Linked DNA regions of Mus musculus: region 1 is linked to region 2. Evidence: chromatin contacts called from public HiChIP or PLAC-seq data. All regions are on one chromosome and are shown on one strand. The core of a region is the stretch at or near the end of the contact, and the rest is flanking DNA. Distances in the headings are between cores, read along the strand shown.

What was found. HiChIP or PLAC-seq counts read pairs in DNA pulled down with a chosen protein or histone mark.
Region 1: a contact with region 2 is called in an H3K27ac HiChIP or PLAC-seq map of embryonic fibroblasts, with 3 times the contacts expected there. The contact joins the enhancer-like site here to the promoter of Thg1l in region 2. A contact is called at or near these places in 1 of 39 promoter capture datasets (fetal liver), 3 of 484 Hi-C or Micro-C datasets (CD4 T cells, the G1E-ER4 cell line and embryonic fibroblasts), 5 of 115 datasets of contacts at active chromatin or transcription factors (embryonic fibroblasts, embryonic limb bud, embryonic stem cells and 1 more) and 2 of 9 other capture datasets (adipose tissue and liver).

The regions. Positions count from the first base shown.
Region 1 is chr11:46,076,612-46,083,027 of GRCm38.p6, forward strand. The region is part of intron 3 of Adam19 (a disintegrin and metallopeptidase domain 19 (meltrin beta)); the gene reads left to right. Among named protein-coding and RNA genes, the nearest start is that of Mir8100, 22 kb to the right of the region's middle. Within about 2 kb of position 3,945, at least 19 of the 459 cell types and tissues checked have an H3K27ac peak or open chromatin away from gene starts, as enhancers often do. A contact at or near this core is called in embryonic fibroblasts, where this site is marked.
Region 2 is chr11:45,950,532-45,957,092 of GRCm38.p6, forward strand. Thg1l (tRNA-histidine guanylyltransferase 1-like (S. cerevisiae)) reads right to left here and starts at 4,972. Exons shown (of 6, transcript NM_001080969.3): 1 at 4,744-4,972; 2 at 3,525-3,701; 3 at 2,204-2,373; 4 at 1,012-1,100. The coding sequence starts at 4,934.

The DNA of each region.
Region 1 (6,416 bases), core at 2,695-5,194, 130 kb after region 2:
TGTCTTTTCCTTTCTTCGTGTCTCAGTTACGGTTCCCCTTCTGTGGTAAAACACCGTGTCCAAGGCAACTTATTAAAAGGAAGTATTTAATTGGAAGCTTGCCCACAGCCTCAGAGGGTTACTCCATACTCCTTATGTAGGGGATTTGAGTTTGCAGGGCGGGCAGGCGGGCAATGGCTCTGGAGCAGTAGCTAAGAGCTCACATCGGAACGTTAGGCTGCAGGCAGAGAAAAGAAAACCAGAGCCAGGGATGGGCTTCTAAAACCTCAAAGCCTACCCCAGTGACACACCTCCTCCAACAAGGCCACGCCTCCTAATCCTTCCCTAACAGTTCTGCTAACTGGGAACAAAACACTCAAATCTATGAGCCTGTGGAGACCATTCTCATTCAAATTACCACCTTCTCTCTTCCCAAGCCTTGACTGGAACTAGAATGTCCATGTAATGTGATAGGGATAATTCAGACTGGTATGGACCAGAGCCTGGCTCCTCTTGTCTGTAGAAGGTGTGAAGGCTAGTATTATCAGCTTGACAGAGTCTAGAGTCACCTAAAAGACAGGACTCTGACCATGCCTATGGGGAATTATCTTGATTGTACTGGGGTGGAAAGGCCACCCACCATGGACGGCACCGTTCGCTGTGAGCTATGTTTGTAGAGGAGAAGCTGAGCAGTGATATGCATTCATAGCCCTTAGCTTTCTTATGATGGAGACAGTTTATTACTTGAATGTGACGTGACCGGTGGCATCAAGTCCCCCTGCTCTGGATTCCCCACCATGATGGACATACCCATGCACTGTAGGCTAAAATAAATTCTTAATTCTCCCTTAAGTTGCTTTTCCAGGGGTGTATTTTTTTTTTAATCACAGCAGTAGGATGAGGAAACAAGACAAGGCGTAGGCTTTGCCAAGTTCTCTAACCTCTGTTTCCTTATCCATACCATAGCTAGTCGCAGTGACTATGGATAGATTTCAATGATGTAATGACCTTAAGGAGCTTTCAGTGCCTGGCACGCTGTAAGTGCAATAAATAGCCATTATTATTTGTATTCTGCAGGGTCAGGAAAACAGTGAGGAATGATGTAAGAGGGAATTCCCCAGAGCTGATTCCCCAAATGCAAGAAGAAGAGTTGACCTTAAAATCCACTGCCCCAGGAAGGAAACTCACTTCTGCTCTCCAGCCATGCCCAGGTTGACCTAACTGTATCACAAACATGAATCGTAACAGCCGTCTCCTGTGTGGGCCCAACTGTACCTCTTTCTGGGCCTGTGGAGTCAGTCCCCAGGACTCTCATATTGAGGCCTGAACCTTCCTGATAAGGCGGTGGGGATGGGCTTACCAGTTCTGTCCCTATCTCTTCCCTGGGCTTGCAGCCAGGGCTGCCCGCACATCAAGGAAGGATGTGTACCTCGTCTTTTGTCTCCAGCTTAGTTCTTCTGGCTGCCCCTTCACTGGGAGCCAGGGTAAAATGAATGGGAGGAAGCTGTCAGCTGCCCCGGTGGCCTCAGATGGACCCTTGCGGAGCTAAGGGGAACTGGGGACTTGGAAGACATTGGGGACTGTTATGGACTGTGAGCATACTTACTCACCAGGCTGTTGATCTGTAGATCACAACAGCCCAGGGGATGAGCTCTTACCATGAGCTTCATGTTTTACACAGACTTGCTTAACTCTGTATGTTTACCCAAATGGAGTCCTACTGGGTCCTTGATTTTAAGACCTATTGTATTTCCCTTGGAAATATAACATGGGCATTATCAGAAACCATTCAATGTTATTTTGGGGCCAAAAACTATATAAATATTGAAGTTATGGGTTTCTTTTTTTAATGAGATCATACTTAATGTATAACTTTAAAATTATTTGTTGTGCTAGCTTAGTTTTTTGTTGTTGTTTTGTTTGTTTTTTTGTCTTCTTGGTAAAAACTAGAGTCACTTAGGAAAAGAGAACCTGGATTGATGACACACTACCATCAGATTGGCCTGTGGAACATTTTATTGATTAATAATCGACATGAGAGGCCCAAGCCCACTATGGGCGGTGCCAGCCCTAGGTAGGTGGTCCTGGGTTGTATCAGAAAGCAAGTTGACAAATCCCAAAAGAGCAAGCCGGTAGGCACCATTCATTCCTCCATGGTCTCTGCTTCCATTCTTGCCTTTAGGTTCCTGCTTGAAGTTCATAGCAGACTATGAACTATAAGGTGGAATAAATCCTTTCCTTCCCTGGTTGCTTTTGTTTGTTATGCAATAGGTAGCAAAGTAAGACATTTGCCATCAGCATTTTTCCACATTAGTCCATCTGTAGTGGTGTGTGTGTGTGTGTGTGTCTGTCTGTCTCTCTGTCTGTCTTATTGGTATGTGGTATGTGTGTAGTATGTGCAGGTAAGTGTATGGGTACATGAACCTATGTATACAAATGAGAAGTCCCACATTGGGTGTCATCTTCATTGTCTTACACATGATAGGATCTTCCGCTGAACTGGAAGCTTGCTGTTTGGGCTGGCTAGTAAACTGTTGGGATCTTGTCTCCAAACCAAAATTTGAGTTTTCAGGCATGAATATCTATGCCTGGAGTTTTGCACAGGTGTTGAGGGTTTGAAATTATATCCTTATGCTTGCAGAATAAGTTCAATAATCCACTAGCTACTGTCCCAGCCCTATTTTTATTCTTTATAAATGGAGACACAGGAGTCCATGGTGATTAAGATGGATCAGAAGTTACTGTTTTTCTAGTAAGGGAGAGTCGAGTTTCTGATCTCTCGTTACTACAAATAACACTGCAGTGACAGGTGTAAGAGTCTTTAAGTGTTTGTCAGATCTTTCTATAGGACTGATAGAGTTATAAGAACATATGGTGGTTATATTTGAAGATTGTACCATTTCACTTGTATATGTCTGTGAGAATATATTATGGATACATTTCCATATGTACTTAGGATCATTTAAAAATGTTTATGTGATATTATATTGACTACTTATATAAGATAACGACACAGTTATCTTGTATTTTTAAATTTAATTTTAGTTTTTGAGGGTTTACTTATTTATTTTTCTTTTATGTGTATGAGTGTTTACCTGAATACATGTCTGTGTACTATGTATATGTAGTTCCCATAGAGGCCAGAAGAAGTCATTAGTTTCCCTTGGACTGGAGTTAACAGTGTTTGTGAGCCAATGTGTGGGTGCTGGGAATTGAACCTGGGACCTTTGGGAAAGTAGTCGGTGTTGTTACCATTTGGCCATCTTTCCAGCCCTCCCTGACAAGTAACACTTCACAATTGTTAGTTCACAATTCAAATTTCAATTTGTGAGCCTGAAAAGTGATCAGGTTTACAAAACGCCGCCGCCGCCGCCGCCGCCGCCGATCCTTAATAGTTGTTTTACTAACTGCTTTGCTCACTGCTGTGATGAAATACCTGGGAAGAAGCAACATATGGAGGGAGGCTTTCATGGCTTTGGGTCTGAGGGGATTTAGTCTAACATGGCGAGACCTCATGAAGTAAGCATGAGTTGGTCACACCTGGGTCTAGTCAGGACAGCACTTCCCTGACAGATGGGGATCGGGTCAAGGGAACTTGCCAGTCACACTTGCATTTCTGGGGGCAGATTGCCATTGGCCTCTCTATACCTTTACACGCTTTTTTCCCATGATCCCATCCATGGTATCCTTTGAAACCCAAGCATTTCTACTTCTATTTCACATAGCTTTGTTGATACCAACTGTGCATCGACAACCATTTACCTTACTCATTTAAGACAATTAGTTTGGTATTTTTTTCATTGGGCAGCTACCACCATAATCTAACCTAGAGTCATTTCCTTCATTCCAGGAAGAACCCATTAGCAGTGTTACAGATTGAATTGCATCGTTATCTGCCTACATGCTTATGTTGGAGCCTGACTCCTGAGTAATCTTATTTGGAAATTGAGTCACATGTATTTTGTTAAGATGAGTAAGGTGGACTCCTAATGCAGGGTGACTGGATTCCGTATAGAAAGGGAGTCAGGACACAGACATGCAAAGAACTGAGTTCTAATGCCACAAGTTCTTTCCTTCTACCCTTTGGGACAGAGGGATTGAACTTGGGTAATCAGGTTTGGCAGCAGGTGCCTTTACTCCCCTAGCCATTTGCTGACATGACAAGATTTAAAAAGTTAAAAACCTTACATGCTATTGCTCTTGATTGTCTTAAAATAAAATTAGATGGGGAAAAAAGAAGGAACCAGGCTGGGAAGGGCTCTCTCTGTCTCTGTCTCTGTCTCTGTCTCTGTCTCTCATGTCTGCAGTCACCATAGGAACATGACCCTGCTAACCTCAGACTGTGGTTATAAACGTCTGGGTTTTGAGCCACTTAATTTGGGATGCTTTGTTAAGACAGGCCTTCCCCTTCTTCCCCTCATCAGTCTATAAGCCACAGACTTCAACTTGCTTTTTCTAGATTTTCCCAGTCTGGGTGATTCATATAAGTTCATTAGGCAATATACCCTTTCTCTTTCTCTCTCTGTCCCCTGCTCCTCTTTCCTGCTCTCTATCCCCCCTTCTACCTTTTCCCCTTTGCTCCCTCTGTCTATTCCAACCCACCCCTTTGACACAGTTTCTCATGCAGTCCAGGCTGGACTCACTATGTAGCTAGCCCTGAGCTCTGGATCCTCCTAGCCATGAGCTCCGGATCCTCCTTGGCTCCATTCCCAAGTGCCAAAGCAACAAGGTTATACCATCACATCTGGCCTCTGGGCTCTTTCCTAATTGGGTCTTTTACTTAGGTCTGTGTTTTTGAGGTTTATGCATGGCATCGAATGTCTTGTTGTTGTTTTTTAAGTTGCTGTATATATTCTATCCTATATGTACACCAGCTTATAATGTCCCATTTATCTACCAGTTGATAGATTTCCCCGTTGACCCTCAGCTAACTTTCTGCTCTTTGACGAGGGGGCTGCTGATTGGGTACCTCTGTATCTAGCTCTGTGCTTGGCACTGTGTAGGAATGGGAACAGTTATATTTGCCCTCTGTAGGAGAGATAATAACAAAGCAGAGCTGAATAAAGTGCTGCAAGGCCAGAGGAGAGAGGGTGTCTCTGTCTGTAATGGGGTCCTAGGAGGATTCCCCGACAGGGCACTCACTTGGAGCTCAGTCTTTGGGGATAGGGGCTGCTTTGGATGACACAGAAAGAAGGGATGAATGGAAGAATCAGGAAGGAATTAAGACTGGGAAGATACTATATAAATATTTGGTCTACACCAAGGACCTAAGTCTTCATCATCTGTTAGGAATCCAGCATCCCTAAGTAGCCATTGTTTGTCCTCTTAATGATGTGTTAAAGTTGGGGAAGAGAAGGTTGGTTTCCCCTTCCTCAGCTGGGCTTCCAGAAGATTCAAGTGACAGACAGCTCAATATTCCTCTCTTTCACTTTAGCATTTGAGTTGGGTTCTCTTGTTTGGGGCCAAGCATACAGCCAGAGAGGCAAGCAGAGCTTCTAGAAAGATGATTGAAGAATATTTGACAACTCTGCTTTGAATGGGAAGCGTTTTTTTTCCCCCTCCATCTTTCCTAGCTGAAGCGAAATGTGGATTGAACCATGGGGGTGAATATGTGTCTGGGGATTCTAGGCATTGCAAGGAGCTGAGTACAAGGCTAAGATGGTGTCCTCTCAGCTTGAGTGGGTGGGATGCATATGGATGGAGGGATGGATGGATGGATGGATGGATGGATGGATGGATGGATATACATTTGGGCAGAGCACTGTTAAGTCCCACCACCTTCTCCTTTCTTTTCTCCTATCTCTAAGACCATGACTCTTCAGCTAGGCTCCTTGGACATTTGAGGATATTTTCTTCCTTTAAAATTTTCTGCTTGGGCAATGAATCATGACTGTTCTGAGGGGAAACCTGTGAGAGGTGAAAGCAGCATTGGGGACCCTGGAGTAACACTGTCAGGGAATTGACGTTTTATCCAGGAGGTATTTTGATTTTAAGGAAATAAGCTTTGCATTGTCTCCATTTAGGGCTTAGTCACACATATGTGTATACACACACATACACACAAATGTACTCACACATTCGCTCACATGCACTCTCCTGATTACTAAATACTAAATGAATAGGTTCTAGGTTGGGGGTGAGATGTAGTTTCTGCCTAAATCCAGCTAGGGATGAGTGTTAGCTTAGAGACTTCTGGTTTTTTTTAATGGAAGTCACTAGGGTCCTGGGTTGAGTTTAGACAATTCATTGAGAATCTCTCTCTCTATCTCTCTCTCTCTCTCCTACCCTTCTTCCCTTCCCTCCTTCCCCTCTTTTCTCCCCTCACCTCAAGTTGTGTGTGGGGGAGGTGGGTGGGTGCTAGTGGATGACCTTGGCGGTTGGGTCTTCAAGGACCACTCACCTTTTATAATTTTTAATTGTTTTTGACACAGGACATC
Region 2 (6,561 bases), core at 3,722-6,221:
ATTAGTAGGAGCTAACGGGAAAGATCAACTTTGTATGCATATCGACTTGGTGTTGATATTTCCTACTTGATCACAATGTCATCTCCATTACAGAGAAGAAAACGTAGACGAAGGCTATCTTTACTCTACTGTTTTGTTTTGTTTCTCTATGTAGCCCTGGCTGTCCTGGAACTCGCTCTGTGTAGACTACACTGGCCTGAACTCGGAGATCTGCCTGCCTGTGCCCCCGACCTCCGACCCCCAAGAGCTGGGAGTAAAGGTGCATGCTACCACTGCCCAACTGTCTTTACTTTTCTAAAAGGAAGCAAAATCTGATTTTGGCTCTACCTGGACATGGCTGCTGGCATTCCCACTGGTGTTAATAGGTAAGCCTTCACTATTGATACTATTAGTAAAGACCACGACTACCTCAGTAATCACTATGTAGAAGACACTGTATCAGGACCTGTCTCAGGACATCACCTCACTGAAGGACCAGTCATCCCACAGGCAGCAGTGTTCTCCACGAAGGCAGGCCAGTACTGACTGAGCACGGGCTTCTCCGTGCATTTGAACACATCAAGGCATGCACTTTCTATAAGCCTAGGAGGTAAGAACTATTACCCTAAACTTTCCTAAAGCAGAGATACACAGAGTAAGGCTAGATGACTGTCAGCACCGACTCTCACTTTATTGGGGGGTGGGAGGGGCTTTATAATAGTCCAACAGGATACGGCACGAGGGAAGGTTTTCCAGGGGCTGAGGAAAAGAGCACATGCATTGTCTAAAGAGGGGAGGAACCAAGATGCAATCGCAGCCAAGTGTAAGCAGGCCGGCACAGTGGCCCCAGGAGAAGTAATAACCGACTCTGCTGACCACAAGCAAGGCAGGAGCTTCTGCTGCTGAGAGCTTCCTATCCTTCCCAAACAGAGCTGCAAAGGAAGCTAAGGAGCAAAAGGGAACATTCCAGAAATGCCAGCAGTGACCAGAGCAAGTGTCCTCAACCGCATTTCTGTTGTAGGATCTTTATACCTTTAATCTCTGCTGGGCTTGGACTGGTGTTAGTCCAGACTGCTGGATAAGGGCCCAGAAAACTGTATTATAAAGATTATTGATGTGACCTGTGAGAAAAACAAAATAACATTTATATATACTGAATCTTATCCTTACAAATGTATAATATTATATACTATAGCATATTCACTTTGTTTTACATATAGACTACTTATGTTTCCAGGAATATCACAACCCAGCTTCTCTCCACTTTAAAGTACAAAGATCTCAGAGACAGCGGCTCCCCAGTCTGCCTACAAAGGGAACAGACAGGGAAAGGGGTAGGCACGTAAACTAACTTCCTGAAAACAACTTCACATGGTCATTCAGTAATGCCTAATGCAAATCTGCTGACTTAGGTGTTCGTCCTAGAAATAGTTGCCAAGGTAACCCCAGGGGAATGGCAGGGACTGTGCAGCTTATGACTTCATGAGTGTGTTGCAAACCAATAAGGGAGCTGGGATCACACAGGCTCTGCATGAATGGAGTGGAAATGTACTTATCTTCTAAAGAAACAGTGGCTAAATGGGTAAGAGTTCTTGCTGTGCAGGCTGGAGGACCTGAGATTGGATCCCAGCACCCGTGTAAGAAGCTGGGCATAGCCACGTGCACCTGGAACCCCAGAAACCCCAGAGCTCTTCTAAGAGGATCTCTGGGGCTTGCCAGCTGCCAGACTTGCTCCAGGTTCAGTCACGGAATAAGACAGAACAAAGTGATGGAGCAGGACAGCCCATTCCTTCCTCTGGCTCTGCAACACTTGTATAGGCTCTGCAACAGTGCACATAAGCACATGCATGTACACATGCACTCATATACAAAACATGCATGTGCACACACACCATGCACACAACAACAACAGAACAAACAACTACAGATAATTCTCCCACAAAAATCTCCTGAGTTTTCAAATACTGTTAACTAATTAGAGTGTGAGAGACAGTTTGGTGTAGTGGGACACATCCTCTAACACAGGCCTTATACAGCAGGATTGAAAGTCAGCCTGGGCTATAAAGAAAGGCTCTATTAAATGAAAACAAACAAACAAACAAACAACTTTTAAAAGACACTTGACTCCAACAATGTACTAATGAGGCAAACTTGTATGAGACCCTCAGCTTTAATGCACAGGTTTGGTAGGTTTGATTCAAACTGTGTACTTGGTACCACTTACAGTCTGCCTGTCGCCAGCTGAGGTAGTCCTTCAAAGTCTGGTTGCTAGGATACAACACGACTCTCCCATCAAATCCTGGAGGATACCGAAGGGGCTGGTCCTCAAAGTAATCCCGCCAGTAAAATACGTAACTGGAGGCAAACTGGGAGGCCACGAGAGTCATGAACTTACTTGTAAGACACATTGGGCAGAACAAGAAAAGAGAAAGTATTTGGTATTAATTCCACGCCAAGACTGGATCTGCAGATACAATAGAGAGATTATACAAAGCTCCCAGACAGCTAAGAGAAACTTTTAATATGTTTTCAATGGAGTCAGCCTCTACTTAAACTACTTACTGACTTATGATGAAGCACCATGACCAAAAGTAAGTTGAGAAGAAAAGGGTTTATTCAGCTTATACTTTCACATCATTGTTCAGTACTGAAGGAAATCAGGACAGGAACTCAAAGGGAGCAGGATCCTGGAGGCAGGAGCTGATGCAGAGGCCATGAAGGAATGCTGCTTACTGGCTTGCTTCCCATGGCTTGCTCAGTCTGCTTTCTTACAGAACCCAGGACCACCAGCCCAGGAAGGGCACCACCCACAGTGGGCGGGCCCTCCCCCACCAATCACTAATTTAGAAAGTGCCCCACAGGCTTGCCTGCAGCCTGATGTTATGAAGGCATCTTCTCAATTGAGGTTCCTGCCTCTCAGATAATTTTAGCTTATGTCAAACTGACAAAAAACTAGCCAGCACACTCACTAACACCAAATCTCTCTCCATAGGACTTGGTATACATTTATAATTCAAGATTTTCTTATTGTTGTTTTGTGGGTATGGTATTGTTTTCCGTCTTGGAAGAAAGGGGACCATTATTTTGAAGACATACCAATTCATCATATAATTTGATTCCCCAAAGAGTTTCAGTATACTACCAAATTCAATATAAGATGGATCTCCTTGTTAAAAAGTTTAAATAACTCTTTAATACATGGAAAGAGTGACCCTGCAATGCTACCCATGAATCACCAGTACTCTATTTTTCTCTCAAAGTCTCTGCTTAAGTCTCTGCTTATCCGTCTAACTATTCAATAGGTCAGTCTGGAAGCTGGATTGACAGGATACAGAAGGAAAAGAATTAAATAAAGAAAGCATCTTAAAAAAAATACACAGCACAAGAATTTTCAGATCTCATTGGAAGGAAACAGTCAAAATAGGACATGTACACTCTGTAAATGCAGCATCACCCACAACTTTGAGGATCTCAGCTGTCGCCATGAGAAACAGAGGAGCAGAGAACGGGAGAGCATCCTAGCGGAGGCTGGTTTTGAAGCTCACCTGGCTCTTCTTTTGAACCAATTGCTCTTCTTCCTGAACACAAAGCTGTACTCGTCACTCTGGCCGTACGCAATCACAATGTCCTCCAGCTCCTCCATTACTGTCTGGGCACATTTGGTCATCAGATGGAGGGCCCGACTGTCATTAGGTTTGGCAAAGTTGTGCTCCTCAGCAAACCTTCATAGAGGAAAGAGAGGGGCACAAGCGGTGGAGAGTGTCATCACCAACACCATCCACAGAGGCAGTTAAGAGAGATGGAGAGATAGCTCAGTAGGTAAACTGTCAGGACCAAGTTCTAGCCCCAAAACATAAAACAGGGTGGGGGCTTGGTGGCACCTGCTTGTCATCCCAGTGCTGGAGAGGTGGAGGCAGGATTCCTGGGGCTAGATGACCACCAGGCTAGAGTATCTGGTGAGTTCCAAGGAAGTTCCATGAGAGACTGTCTCAAGAAAAACAAGGAGGACAGCTCTGAGGAGGGACACCCAACATTAACCCTAAACTTACGCATAAGCATGTACAGAAAAAAAAAAAAAACACGTTTTTCTTTCTTACTTTGACACACTGACAAAAAGGGATACAACTGCTAGGCTTCAATCCACTTTTCTGTGAAGTTTCACCTTACTGGGTGAATTGAGAACACTATTACCTTATCAGGTTGTATTGCTGATTAGGAGATCAAAATGCTCTTACTAAGTGCTCAATAAACATTACTATAGCTCTATGTACTTAAACAGCTATAAAATGGTAATAACGAATAACATAGCCCTTTATTGAAATTAAGTCCCCAATAGTTTACTCTCCTTTTTTCTTCCTGACTCTAGTGCAGTCAGTTCATGTAATATGAAGCTGACTATGAGAACGGGACATACTATCAACTCATGACCACAGTTAGGCTTATGCGGGCCTCTTAACAACTCTCAAAAATAACAAAAGGGTCGCACGTGTGACTGAAGTTTAAGTAGTGGACCGAGAAATGACACCTCCCCCCCACACACACACACACACAAAGTTCTTGCAAACTGGTTTCAGCTAAAGTAGCACGGGTTTTTCACCAATTACAGTACCCAGTTCCTTTTAAATATCTCAACCACCTAGCAAGTCCTTCAGGCGACGCTCAATGCTGAGTGTTCATTGGCTGTCGCGTTACCCCGGTAACTACGAGAGGCGCACTTCCCGGAAGTGTGGGCGCACCACGCGGTCTCCCGCCCCTCCAGCTCACCGGTGGAAATTCCGGCCGTCCAGCCGCACCACCACCCAGCAGTGCGGCAGGCATGTGTCCTGAACCTCAAAATTCCGCACGTACTCAAACTTGCTCTTGGCCATGGCCACCCCCAATCTCAGGCACCGTCTTAAAATAACGGAAGTAGCAGCCAAAAGACTGCCGATCCTCGCTGTGCGGAAAGCCCACATTCGCCATAAGGAAGCAATGGACGGGCCCCACCCCGGAAGTTCCTGTCGCTGTCAGAGCCGCTCTAGCCACGGTGGAGGTTTCTCTATTGACTCTATTGCCTTCAACTCAGCTGGCTGCCAGGCGTGTTCTTCTGGGCTGTGGGTGCCTGTCTGTTACCCCGTAGGCAGCAAATCGCAAGCTATCAGATGTTGTTTTGTGACCAAGTTTAAAAGTATAGTTGTGACCTTTTTGTCTTGTACTTCTAAATAGCATTTATAAAGCATTTCTAAGTAGCATTTCTAAATTCCTTGCTAAGATGAAATACACTAAATTATCACTTTATAGTTCGGGGATGGGGTGGGGAGGATCTTCTAGATTCTTCTAGGTAAGTTTAAACAAGGAACATAAAATAGAAATTGATCATCTGTACAATTTTGTATTTTCTTCCATTGACCCTGTTTGGTTTTTTTTTTTTTTTTTCTAGAGTTATTTAGTGGTTGTTCCAGTAAAGTGTGATTTAAACAAAGAAAGGGCCAGCAAGACAACTCAGTCTGTAAAGATGCTTGATGCCAGGTGTGATAACTTTGATCCCTGGAAGCCACATGGTGTGTCCTTCCTTTCTCAGGCTTTCCAAAAGTGAATACCAGAGGCAGGTTACCCTGCCATATGTCATTAGGTGAATTTAAAATTTGTACTCATCACTATTAAAAGATTTTGTATGTGTGTGGGTGAGTTTATGTGCATCTGTGGAGGTCAGAGGAAGACATCAAGTATCTTCGTCAATCCCCCTTCATCTTAATTTTAAGACTGCCTTTCACTGATCCTGGCTCTCACTGGTTGACCTAGAAGTCACTAGATGGCCAGCAAGTTTGAGGGAGCCTCCTCTCTCTGCCTATCTCACACTGGGGCTGATGGGTATAAGCTTCCACATCCCACTTTATATCTGAATGTTGAGAATTTGACTTTGGATTTCTACGCTTGCCTGGCAAACATAATAATTACAGGGCCATCTGCCCACTCTTGAACTCAGGATTGTTTTAAAATGCATTTCCTAGCTTTGCCCACTGGGCACAGATGAAATGATACCCTGAAAGCAATAGGCATACAATTCGTGGTTGCTAACACCTCTCTCCACTAGAGTATACTCCTAGAAGAAGTGACTGCCTCCTAGTTAGATGAGTCACAGAAAACACAAAATGAGACTGGGGCACATGTTGTGGCAGAAGGGAAAGAACTGCTAGGAGTAATAAGACGAAGTGACAAAATGAGCCCAGAGGACTAGTGCTGCCACTGAGCAAATCTGAGGTGATTTGAGTATCAGAACAACAGTGAGTGATTATCATGTATGGAATAAGTGAAGGCCCAGGCAACATAACAATACTCAAAGAGAGGAAAGTTCATGGATAGTTTTGGAAGTATTGTTACACTAACTTCTTACACTGGCAATTGATTATTAAAGGGAACAAGGCCCTTTTCTTGTCTTTTATATAGAACTACAATTCAATGCCAGTTGATGAGAGGAAGCCTTTTACAAAAGAGTGCCGGCTAGTTTCAAACACAGAATGGTGGGCTCAGAGAATCAGTTTTGTTCTTTTGTTTTGTTTATAAACATCTTTGAAACAATTAACTCAAACGTGGATCACTAAT